Regions from separate parts of the Macaca mulatta genome. Here region 2 is linked to region 1. The links are chromatin contacts, called in public Hi-C maps. All regions are on one chromosome and are shown on one strand. Each heading gives the region's core, a stretch centred on a gene start, on an enhancer-like site or on the middle of the called end of the contact. The rest is flanking DNA. Distances are from core to core; before and after follow the strand shown.

Region 1 (3,333 bases), core at 547-3,046:
CAACAAACTACACAAAAGTTATTTTCTGAGCACCAAAAAACAAAGTTCTTAAGAATAAATAACAAAAACAACCTAAATCCTTTTTGCAGGTACTTATAAAACTTTACTGAGCCGGACGTGGTGGCTCTCTCCTGTAATACAGCACTTTGGGAGGCCGAGGTGGGTGGATCACCTGAGATTAGGAGATCGAGACCATCCTGACCAACAGGTTGAAACCCCATCTCTACTAAAAATACAAAAATTAGCTGGGCGTGGTGGCGGGCGCCTGTAATCCCAGCTACTCGGGAGGCTGAGGCAGGAGAACCGCTTGAACCAGGGAGACAGAGGTTGCAGTGAGCCGAGATTGTCATTGCACTCCAGTCTGGGCTACAAGGGTGAGACTCCGTCTCAAACAGAAAGAAAAAAAAAAAAAACTTTATTGAAAGGCATGTAAATTAATGATGTAAATCAATTAACTGCAGCCCAATGGCATAAAAATGACAATATTATCAAAGTTCAAATATAGATTCACCACAACTTGAAAACAAAGGCCCAGTATATGGGAATTTGGTGAACTGACTAGAATTTAAGCCATGACACTCCTGAGAAAGAATGGCTAGGTGTAAGTACTTCATCCACAAGATATTTAGAAATCTCTAAATTACAAAGGTGTGCTTGCATCAATATGGAAAAACATTGTTTCCAAAAATACTGAAGCGGCTGAGTTCATTCACAAATAATTACCAAAATTAGGAAATATATCTTCTGGAAAAGATGTATAAGCAGTCAAATCCACGGAGAAAGTATTGGTGGGAGAGGAGGATGCAGTTTAGAAGAAGCACACAGCTTTCTGAGATTTAATAATCTCTTTCTTGGCCTGGTTTGTAGATTCGCTTTACTGTTGGCCTTTTAAGTGTGTGTAAGTGTGTGTGTGTGTGATCATACTTTTTTTGCATGTATGTCCTATTTTCTAGTGTTAAAATATTTGCACAGAAAAGGACACACCACAAAATAAGACGGTAAAATTCAATGGAGAAAATTAATAATCACGATAAGTATAACTGGACTAACTCTCAAGTTAATTAACAAAATGTTGAACTGAATAGTAAATCTACGAATAGGCTATTTGCAAGAGAGTCCACTAAAATTAAAAAATAAAAAAGTGCAACCGGAAGGACTTAAAAATACAAAAGGTACTCAAGGTAAGTGCTAAAAAGAACACCTGTGTGCTGACATTCAGGAGATAAAAATCGACTACAGCGCAGAAGGAAGGTGATTTCTCCTCGCGATGTCCAAATCCTGACGCCCCCCAATCTTCTGAACTGCCCCCAAACTCTTGAACTCACTTTAGCCGGGCTTTTCCGCCCCCACCAGAGACTCAGGGCTTTTCAGGATCAGGTGACCAATGCCTGTCTCATCACTAGCCGCAGTGGTCCAATTTCATCTTTCGCGTCCCCAGCGTTTCATATCGCTGATCGCGAGATCTAAACGCACCCCTCGTCTGGCTGCCGAGCTCCTTAGACCCCGACCCTCGTACCCTCTTAGTCCTCACCGCCAGATAGGCCTCCCGTGACCCCAGGAACTGAGGGAGAAAAAGGTTAAGGAAAGCAGGGCTTACACGACTGGGAGTAGGATCGGGGGAGCGGAGGTGACGGAAGCTGCCGCCGATGCGAAGAGAAGTTCATACGGCAGGTCCAGTCTGGCGCGGGGACGCGAGAGGTCCCCAACAGGCCGAAATAATTCGCCGCGGACCCCTCCTTGGCCCATGTGTCTTGGGGAAATCGACTCCACAGAGTAATGGCTTCCGCTTCACTGCCGCCTTCCAACTCTCGCGGGACTTCATTGGCTGCGTCTAATACGGAAGCAGGGGCGGAGAGGATGCTGGGAATTGTAGTTCCGAAGCTTGGATTGGCATGGCGGTCGTACCCGGGTGGAATCTGACGGTCCAGCATATTTCTCCAATTTCTACTCAAGACTCAAATTCTCAGCCACAACCCACAGCATTTTGTAGCCATCATAGTGGTAAAGGTTGAATCAGGCACGAATTGTCATCTACATGACACAACTGGGGGACATTTGCATGATGAGCAGAATATTTGCATTGCCTTAAATGTCTCTCTATAAACTGCTCATATGTTGGAGTGGAGAAAAAGTAATAGAAATTGCACAGCGAAGAAATTGGACAACATCTGGACCAGGTGATCAAATCAATATCACCAGTGAGGGTCAGATGGAGACCACGTGCCTCTGAATGACACCTTGGGAAGGGCGTAAAATCACCATCACCTGTGTGGTGTTCATCCTACGTATCTGCTATTTTGTATTTTTTGCCCCACATCTCCCCATTTCTTCCCCAACTCTCATACCTGTGATAACCATTGTCTCATTCTTTATATCTGTGTATTTGAGCTGTCTCTCTTGATTAAAAAAGGTTCTTCATATAAGCGACATCATGTAATATTTTTTGTGTGTGTCTGGCTTATTTCACTTAGCATAATGTCCTCCAGGTTCACTCATCTTGTGATAAATGTCAGGATCTACTTTTATTTCAAGGCTGAATAATATTCTGTTATATATATGTTTTACATAATGGAATATATATAATATTATATTTATTATATTATAATTATGTATTATGTGTACTGTTAATGCATATTATATAATATATGCTAAAATAATATATGCATGCATGTTATGTATATTATGGAATATATATTGTATATAACACATATTATTTTAGCAGGAGGAGTCTGCATATACAAAGTTCCAGAATCAGGCTGGGTACAGTGGCTCACACCTGTAATCTCAACACTTTAGGAAACCAAGGCTTCCCATGTAACGAGTTGGGGCAGAATTACGTAGGCAGGAGAGACAGATGGTTAGTATTATTCAGGGCAGATATTATAATAGACAGAGAGAAGGAAATTTGATGTTTTGGAAAATATATTATTGAGGGATGGACCATGGCGCACATACATATATGTATGTATAAAGTATGTATGGAATATATGGACATAAAATATTCATATATAATCTATAATCTATATTCCATATTACATAATGTAATATATATTTCATAACATATAATACATACACCATAATATATAGCATACATACATATAATAATATATAATATAATATGTATATCATATATTATGATATATGTGCCACCTGTGGAGACACTTTCGGTTTTACCACTACCTGGGTTACTACTGACATCTAGTGGTTAGAGTATATAATGCCCTACTCCCTCTAACAGGAATATATTATATGATATACATTATATGATATACATTATATGATATACATTATATATTATATGATATACATATATTATATGATATATTACATATT
Region 2 (3,513 bases), core at 512-3,011, 600 kb before region 1:
GGAGGCTGAAGCAGGAGAATCACTTGAACCCAGAGGTGGAGGTTGCAGTGAGCCGAGATCGCGCCACCGCACTCCAGCCTGGGCAACAGAGCCAGATTCCGTCTCAAAAAAAAAAAAAAAAAGAAAAAGAAAGAAAAGAAAAGAAAAAAGAAAGACATTCAATTAAGCTTCTTCCTTTTCCCACAGACTCTAGACTTTAACGTCTTCAGTTGGAATCAACGTGGACATTAGGAACAGTCCCTCCTTAAACACAAAGACATTTCCTACCTCATACCTCATAATCCCCAGGTGATAGGTTGAGAATGTCTCCACAGCCAATCCCATACAGGGGTGTTCAAGAATACAGTTATGGGTTATTAGTTTTTGTTTCTGGTTGGGCCAGTAAAGCCCCTTCCTCATCCCTCTTTTCCACTTATCACTAGAGACAGAAACTAAAAACCATGGCTTCGGCTGCTACAAGACTAAAACAAAACAAAACAAGACAACAATAACAAGGCGACTTGGACAAGCTGGCTAGTAAATCCATTAACGAAGGTCCCGCCCTCATGATCTAATCACCTCCCTAAGGCCTCACATCCTAATATCATCACCTCCAGGGTTAAGATTTACGCATTTGGCTTTGCGGGGTGGTGGCCTGCGGGGAGGACACACACAACATACAACATTCTGACCACAGTGAGGTAGGAGACTGGGCAGGACTTGCTTCATTTCCTGGTCCCTACAGGATAAAGTGAAGAAACCACCTGGAACCAGCAGATGGCACCAAAAGCCATCTCTAGTTGCTCTCCTTACTCATTAGGGTAAGACACTCCTACCAGAGCCATGACAGTTTATAAGTACCATGGCAACAACATGAAAGTTACCATTCACTTCCATAACAACGACCTGGAAGTTACAGCCTCCTTTCTAGAAAGTTCTGCATGGGGGCCGGGCGCGGTGGCTCATGCCTGTAATCCCAGCACTTTGGGAGGCCGAGATGGGCGGATCACGAGGTCAGGAGATCGAGACCATCCTGGCTAACACGGTGAAACCCCGTCTCTACTAAAAAAATACAAAAAACTAGCCGGGCGCGGTGGCGGGCGCCTGTAGTCCCAGCTACTTGGGAGGCTGAGGCAGGAGAATGGCGTGAACCCGGGAGGTGGAGCTTGCAGTGAGCTGAGATCCGGCCACTGCACTCCAGCCTGGGCGACAGAGCGAGACTCCGTCTCAAAAAAAAAAAAAAAAAGAAAGTTCTGCATGGCATACCCCTTAATTTGCATGTAATTAAAAGTGAGTATAAATATAGCTAGCCAACAGTACAAAATGCTGATTCTAGGCACACTGCCTAGGTTTTGGCTGTACTCTGGAAAAAGCAACTCTGAGTCAATGGAAGATCCTTGTGTAACATCACCAGTTGAATTCTTTCCTGGGTGAATCCCCAATCATGGCACTTACCTGCATCAATAGCACACTTCTATCTCCTTAGGCACCTGCTTCTAAGCTAAAACTGTCTGCTTGCCAAAAAGATAGAAGAATTTTTATTTTTCATTTGGATAAAGGCAATTAGCTAACACAAATGGCCACCCCAATTACCAGAAAAACTTAGGGTGAACTTCAGAAATATTGTTAACACAGTCATTGTGTTATGAATTTTTTTTTTTTTTTTTTTTTTGAGACAGAGTCTTGCTGTGTCCCCCAGGCTGGAGTGCAATAGCCCGATTTCGGCCCACTGCAAGCTCCGCCTCCCAGGTTCAGGCCATTCTCCTGCCTCGGCCTCCTGAGTAGCTGGGACTACAGGCTCCCGCTACCACGCCTGGCTAATTTTTTGTATTTTTAGTAGAGACGGGGTTTCACCGTGTCAGCAAGGATGGTCTCGATCTCCTGACCTCGTGATCCGCCCACCTCGGGCTCCCAAAGTGCTGGAATTACAGGCGTGAGTCACCGCGCCCGGCCCTGTCTATTTCTTAATGTCTGTAGGGTAAGTGCCAACAGTTCTTCAGGAGTGTTTTGGGTTTTACTGGCCTTTTGCACTTCCATATACATACATTTTATTATAAATAGATCAGGTTCTTCATCAAAACATGTTATTTTGACAGAAAACTTAACTTTCTATATTAAGTAAGGATAATTCTTTATATTGAAACTTCTAATCCATCAACAAGGAAGATCTATCCATTGATCTAGGTTATCTTTGACCTCTTTCAATAGTATTTTACACATTTCTCCGAAGAGATATTGCATACTTTGTTGTTGTATTTATTTCTAGTTATTTTACTGCTGTTGTCGGCAGGTAACAAGTTATCTACGGCCGTATAACAAACCACCCAGAAACAGCGCATCCTCGTACAAGCCCCATAAATGCAGAGGAAAGCGAGCAGAGGCATTTCGAGGTCCCGCCCAATCGACTCCCTCCATCGTGGTCCCGCCCCCGCCCCCTGCCCGCGCCGGGTTGCGCCCCGCGGTCCCCAGTGAAGCCAGAAGGACGGGGTCCAATCGCTGTCGGCTGTGCGGAAACTGGGACCTCTCCCCAGGATCGTGGAGGACGCGAACTCCGCCCCTCCCACTGCCTCAGGCCTCGGAGACCCGGTCCAGAGCCCTCAGCCGCTTCCGAGCCCGGAGAGAGGAATCAGAAGTGCGCGTGGGCAGAGCGGCGCCTCCTTCACAGTAACCGTCGCTGACCCGCTGGTTTTCCCTGCACCTTCGTCTGCGACCAGGTGGGGCTTCAGGGGCCCCTTCACCACCTGGAGGGAGGGAGACCGGGGCGGGGACTCGGTGAGGGGAGAGATGGGGGGCGGGGACTCAGTGAGGGGAGAGAAGAGGGCGGGACTCGGTGAGGGGGTGACGAGGACTGGGACTCGATGACGGACAGGGTCTCGGTGAGGGGAAGCGGGGGGTGGGGACTCGGTGATGGGGAGACTGGGACGGCGACTCGGGGAGGGAGAGACGAGGGCAGGGACTCGGTGAGGGGATGTCAGGGGCGGGGTCTCAGGAAGGACAGAGAAGTGGGCGGGGTCTCGGTGAGGGCGAGACAGGGGCGGGGACTCGGTGAGGGAGAGGCGGGGGCGGGTCTCGGTGAGAGAGAGACAGGGATGGGGACTCGGGGAAGGGAAGACGGGGGCGAGGTCTCCGTGAGGGGGAAGAGGGGGCAGGGACTCGGTGAGGGAGAGACGGGGGCGGGGACTCGATGAGGGGAGACAGGGGCGGGGTCTTGGTGAGCGGAGAGACGGGGATGGGGACTCGGTGAGGGGAGAGACGGGGGCGGGGACTCGGTGAGGGGAGAGACGCGGGCGGGGACTCGGTGAGGGAGAGACGCGGGCGGGGACTCGGTGAGGGAGAGACGCGGGCGGGGACTCGGTGAGGGAGAGACGGGGCGGGGACTCGATGAGGGGAGACGGGGGGCGGGGTATCGGTGAGCGGAGAGATGGGGATGGGGACTCGGTGAGGGGAGAGACGGGGGCAGGGACTCGGTGAAGGGAAGACGGGGGCAGGGACTCGGTGAGAGAGAGACGGGGCGGGGACTCGATGAGGGAAGAC

What was found. A called contact is a pair of places that touch in the nucleus more often than the background predicts.
Region 2: a contact with region 1 is called in a Hi-C map of fetal cortex germinal zone, with 5 times the contacts expected there. The contact joins the promoter of ZNF846 here to the promoter of ZNF317 in region 1. A contact is called at or near these places in 4 of 14 Hi-C or Micro-C datasets (blood, fetal cortex germinal zone, fetal cortical plate and 1 more).

Annotation. Positions count from the first base shown.
Region 1 is chr19:9,897,403-9,900,735 of T2T-MMU8v2.0, reverse strand. ZNF317 (zinc finger protein 317) reads right to left here and starts at 1,796. Exons shown (of 8, transcript XR_013408828.1): 1 at 1,598-1,796.
Region 2 is chr19:10,498,538-10,502,050 of T2T-MMU8v2.0, reverse strand. ZNF846 (zinc finger protein 846) reads left to right here and starts at 1,761. Exons shown (of 7, transcript XM_015122808.3): 1 at 1,761-1,957; 2 at 2,270-2,693.